Linked DNA regions of Sus scrofa: region 1 is linked to region 2. Evidence: chromatin contacts called from public Hi-C data. All regions are on one chromosome and are shown on one strand. The core of a region is the stretch at or near the end of the contact, and the rest is flanking DNA. Distances in the headings are between cores, read along the strand shown.

The links. A called contact is a pair of places that touch in the nucleus more often than the background predicts.
Region 1: a contact with region 2 is called in a Hi-C map of retroperitoneal adipose tissue, with 2.0 times the contacts expected there. The contact joins two enhancer-like sites. A contact is called at or near these places in 3 of 5 promoter capture datasets (fetal liver, fetal skeletal muscle and skeletal muscle), 10 of 47 Hi-C or Micro-C datasets (alveolar macrophages, blood, embryonic fibroblasts and 6 more) and 1 of 2 datasets of contacts at active chromatin or transcription factors (skeletal muscle).

What each region holds. Positions count from the first base shown.
Region 1 is chr6:52,829,617-52,832,316 of Sscrofa11.1, reverse strand. All of the region lies in intron 5 of ARHGAP35 (rho GTPase-activating protein 35), which reads right to left. Among named protein-coding and RNA genes, the nearest start is that of NPAS1, 27 kb to the left of the region's middle. Within about 2 kb of position 1,411, at least 8 of the 83 cell types and tissues checked have an H3K27ac peak or open chromatin away from gene starts, as enhancers often do. A contact at or near this core is called in alveolar macrophages, retroperitoneal adipose tissue and skeletal muscle, where this site is marked.
Region 2 is chr6:52,631,366-52,634,065 of Sscrofa11.1, reverse strand. FKRP (fukutin-related protein) reads right to left here. Exons shown (of 2, transcript XM_021094618.1): 2 at 1-2,700. Among named protein-coding and RNA genes, the nearest start is that of STRN4, 4.8 kb to the right of the region's middle. Within about 2 kb of position 1,310, at least 28 of the 83 cell types and tissues checked have an H3K27ac peak or open chromatin away from gene starts, as enhancers often do. A contact at or near this core is called in alveolar macrophages, retroperitoneal adipose tissue and skeletal muscle, where this site is marked.

The sequences.
Region 1 (2,700 bases), core at 162-2,661, 200 kb before region 2:
CCACATAGAAAGGTCGTGCCCACCCGGCCGCTCCCTAGTGGTACAGGATCTGGCTGCTCCTATTTTCTTTTTTTTTTGTCTCTTGTCTTTTTAGGGCCATATCCGTGGCATAAAGAGGTTCCCAGGCTAGGGGTCGAATCGGATCTACAGCTACCAGCCAACACCACAGCCACAGCAACGTGGGATCCAAGACGTGTCTGAGACCTACACCACAGCTCACAGCAACACCGGATCCTTAACCCACTGAGTGAGGCCAGGGATCGAACCTGCAATCTCATGGTTCCTAGTCGGATTTGTTAATCACTGAGCCACGACAGGAACCCCCTCCTATTCATTTCTGAATCTCTTACATATCACCTTGATTGTGGTAGGAAGATAACTGGTGAATAATCACAAAAATCTCTGTTTGGAGTTCCCGTCGTGGCGCAGTGGTTAACGAATCCGACTAGGAACCATGAGGTTGCGGGTTCGGTCCCTGCCCTTGCTCAGTGGGTTAACGATCCGGCGTTGCCGTGAGCTGTGGTGTAGGTTGCAGACGCGGCTCGGATCCCGCGTTGCTGTGGCTCTGGCGTAGGCCAGTGGCTACAGCTCCGATTTGACCCCTAGCCTGGGAACCTCCATATGCCGCAGGAGCGGCCCAAGAAATGGCAAAAAGACAAAGAAAACAAAACAAAACAAAACAAAACAAAAAAAAAAAAACCACAAAAAACAAAAATCTCTGTTTGTAGGCACAATTTCAGCAGTGTTCAATATTATGAAATTCCAGAGGCTAACAAAACAATTTGACAGTGACCTTGATATTTGTTGTGATAGGATTTGACACCATTTCCAAGCCCTGAACACACGCAGACACAACAGCTCCTATGTATTAAGTGGAAAGAGCTGGTCAAGTTGATGTTGCTATGGAAACCCAGCCAGGCTGGGAATAGCTACTTTTAGGCATGAAAATCTTTGTTCCATAATGTCCCTTAACACTAACTCTGGCATTGCCTGGCTCAGATAAACCCACCCTCTGACACATACAGCCCCACTCTTCACTCAACTGCTCTGGCTGTGACAGGTGCCGTGTTGGTGAGATACACTCCTCTCGATCAGGTTCAAGACCACAGAGCTCCAGCTGACTAGTTTTGGGCACAGGAAACACACAATAGGAAGCGGAAGCGGAAAATCTCCACCCTTTCCAGGCTCCAGTAGCAGCAAGAAGCTCCCTTCCTAATGAGTGGAAGTCAGCGGAAGCTACTATAGGAAGGGCAGCTGATGCCCCATCAATAACATCTTCCTCTCCTGCCTTCCACAACCCTCCAAAAACAAAAAGATGCTATGTCAGCAATTCCCGCAGAAACAATGGGATTCTACTGGGTGCCAGGACTCTGCTAGCCTCTAGATGGCGCCAAGTCAAGACAAATGCTCTCAGGAATCTTCAGGCTTCTGGCCCATACCTTCTCTTCCTAACAAGCTTAGCTTAGGTGGAAAGGCTCAGGATGGAGATTCCTACATTTCCCATCTGAGCCAGGCTGGAGCCTGCAGGAGAAGTGATTGCTGAGAGGACGTTTATTTTTGGATGGCAGGATCAGAGCAGAAGCTGGCACCTTGTCCCTGCTTCCAGCTCATCTGGGAGAAATCCAGACTCCTGCCCTGGGAAGGGAGATGGGAAGGAAGGCCAGGGAACCCTATGACAGTGCCAGGGAACTGTGTGCTTCTGCCCCATCCCCATGGGCTTGGATAAGCTCAGAAGCTGTGAATGATTTCAATCAGCTAAGACTGTTGTGTATAAAATATGGTGAAGGCGGCACCCAGATTGTGGAAACAAATACCAGGGAAATGCAGACCCCAGAGTGGTTACTCTAGGGGCCCTGCAAGCCCTGGCTCCACAGTTCAGGGTTGTGCTTCTGTCAGCATCTCAATTTCCCAAAGCCGCTGAGAATGTATATAACCCAGGACTTAAAAGACTGTGAATTTGTGACCTCCTCTAAATTTCCGCTCACGCCATCAGCCTTTTAAGTAAATCATACATGCTTAAATCTTCCTCTTTTGAGGTGGGTGGTAGCAAGATAAAACTAGTGTCCTGGGATCTGAGGGGACACACTCCATTTCCACTTCCCCACCCCCTTGGCCACTAGCAAGGACATCCCCTTCTGAAGCTGCACAGCAGTGGTGGCTTCTGGGGTCTTAATCCATCAGAGGTACAAAGTAGGGAGGCTGCCTTGGGCTAAAAAAGCTAGAAAGTGCCACCCTGAGTAAAGCTCTGAGAGGTCAGGCCCTCTCTGCAGCACTATGCAAGGTCTGAGAAAGGCTGCCCAGTGGGAAGGTTCCCACATGTGGACAAAGGCCTATGGAGAGAGGGGAGACTGGGGCAGAAAGAGCTGTCAGGGCAGGCGGGATGGCATGAAAGGTGACCTCTAAAACCAGAGGTGCTGGGAGTTCCCTTTGTGGTACAGCAGGTTAAGGATCTGGTGTTGTCACTGCAGCAGCTAGGGGTGCTGCTGTGGCGTGGGTTCGATCCCTGGCCTGTGAACTTCTACATACCAAGAATGTGGCCAAAAAACCCCCCCAGACAACACTCCCCAACCAGAGGTGCCAACTTGCTGCAGCCTCAAGTGATCTGGCCAGGGCCACTGGAGCTGCCCCCTTCCCTCAAGGAGATGGCTTCCTCAGAGGCTATCTGACCCCAGGCCACATGTTAAATGCCTTCTGTGAGAG
Region 2 (2,700 bases), core at 61-2,560:
AACCCCCTCAGGGCTCCTTCAGCCCCCTGGGTTCCCACTCTAGCCTCCCACTCTAATTCACTGCTGAGTAGGGTCCAGCCTGTGGCCTCCACTGGATTATGAGACCCATGAAGGCAGGTCCTGAGCCTGACTGGTCACTGTTGGGTGCCCAAGGCTACCCAGCACAGGGCTAGGTACTTATTAGGTGCTCAGGAAGTTTTTCTCAAATGAATCAGCTTCCCTTCTTTCATGTTTGATCTCACCCTTTTATTCATTGTCAACTTCTCACTCAGATTCGGGTTCAGTTATAAATGCCTGGATCCCATTGCTGTCCCCAAACTTGCACCTTCTTCTCTATGTTCCCTGCTCCAGGAAGCCAGGCCTGATCTCTCCTTCCCTTCCCTCCCACACCCTGGCCCCCAGGGGTCAAAGCCTCGCCACCAAGCCCCTCCCCCCACCTTCTTCTCACTTCCTCAAATCCTGTGCCATCTGGCCATCTCTTTCCTGATCATCAGCCAGATGGTTCTGGTTTTGCAAGAAAAGCTAGAAATTTTTTTTAAATCAGAATTTTTAATGTTGGCCTCTAATTAGTTTTTTTAGTAGAATGGGTCAAACTCACAGAAACAGGAAGTAGATGATGGTTGCCAGGGGGCTGGGGGGAGGGAGCAAGGGGGGGGTTGTTGTTGAATGGCTGTAGAGTTCCAATTTTGCAAGATGACAAAGTTCTGGAGATTGCACAATAACGTGGATCTATTTAGCACTACTGAACTATCAACCTGAAAACTTAAGACAACAAGTTTTGTTATGTGTTATTTTATCACAGTTAAAAAATCAATTTTTTTTTCTTTTTAGGGCCGCACCTGCAGCATATGGAAGGTCCCAGGCTAGGAGTGGAACAGGAGCTGCAGCTGCTGGCCTGCACCACAGCCACAGCAACACCAGATCCGAGCGGCGTCTGTGACCTACGCCACAGCTCACGGCAACACCAGATCCTTAACCCACTAAGCGGGGCCAGGGATTGAACCCAAGTCCTCATGGGTACTAGTCAGGTTCTTAACCTACTGAGCCACAGTGGGAACTCCAAAAAATCATCTTTTTTAAAGCAGAGTGGGCTGCATCAAGAGGTTGTGCTGGAGTTGCCTGGTGGCCTAGCAGTTAAGGATTCAGCTTTGTCCCTGCTGTGGCTTGGGTTACAGCTGTGGTGCAGGTTTGATGCCTCAGGCATGGCCAAAAAAGGGGCGGCGGGGTGGGGTGGGGGGTTAGTGCCTCACCTTTACTCCTTGGCTACACTCCTAAGCAACCCCTAGGTGGCGCTGTCTCCCTGTCCCAATCACAACTTGAAGCTTTGGCAGGTCTCCAGCACAGAAGGAATAAACAACTCTCCAGCTTTGAGCAGATACAGAAAGTTTCCCCAAGAAGGATCTTCCTAGGTTCTGCCCCTCCCAGAGAGGGGGACATCAGAGGCCCAGCGAGCCGTCTTGCCTCCAAAACACTTCTGACCCCTCCTCCCCATTCCCACAGCTCCCACTTGACCTGGGTTCACCCAGAACACTGCCCGGCCTCCCTCTGGCCTCCTGATGAAGCCCCTCCTCACGGCAGCAGAGGGGTCTCCATAAAGCACACATCGGACCTCTCCCTCTCTGCTCAGAATCTGCCATGGCTCCCTAGTGCCGTGTGGAGGAAGTTTAAGTTTCCAACAACATCCCATCAGGCCTTGTGTGACCTGGCCCTTGCCTGCCCCCCATTCCAGCCCCAGCTCCTGCCACGCCTCCTTGAGCTCTATGCTTAAGCCACCTTGGACTTTTCTTCAAACAGATGTTATTTCTAAGCCTTTGCAGATCCTGTTCCTTCTGCCTCTGGAACCCCCCTTCTCTCCATGCCTCTTTTCTCCTGGAAATCTGCTTATGCTCAGGCTTCAGCTCAGATGGCTCCTTTTCCAGGAAGCCCTCTCTGAAATGCAGGCTGGGCCAGAAATCCCCCCAGGGCTGCCTGTTCTAGACTGTGTTTCCCCCAGGAGGGGAGAGCCAGCGCTGTCTCCGTCACTCCTGTCTGTCTAGCGTGTGGCTGGGCACTGAAAATGCATTCGGTGAAAAGATGATGACCAGGAGTTCCCACTATGGTGCAATGGAATTGGCGGCATCTCTCATGCCAGGATACGGGTTTGATCCCCAGCTTGACACAGTGGGTTAAAGGATCTGGCACTGTCACAGCTGTGGTGTAGGTTGCAACCGCAGCTGGGATCTGATCCCTGGTCTAGGAATTGCATATGCCATGGGACAGTCAAAAAAAAAAAAAAAAAAAGAAAAAAAAGATGATGACCAGGGGCAGGGTTTCTGGGTTTCTGTGCCTCTGTAAAGCCCACTCAGGTCCCCGGGGCCAAATTCTGCACTGTGGCCATGTGCCTGGGGCCCTGCCTTGGTCTCCCTGTCTCCTCTCTCTCTCTCCTACCAGGCACGCTCTCCCAGCCCTCTTCACCCATCCCAGGCCTGCCTGCCCTCCTCTGACCCCGCTCAGAAGGCACTTAAGAACCTGAGTTGCACTTCAGAGCGACTTATTATTCTTTAGAACCTTAGAATTGCCTTCTGGGCCTTTGACGCATCCCTCCTTCCTTCCATCCTTCAGCATCTATTTGGGGAACTCCTACAACACAGCAGGCACTGTCCGAGGCACTGGGGACACAGCAGGGGACTCAGCACACACAGAGACGAACACGCCCCCCCC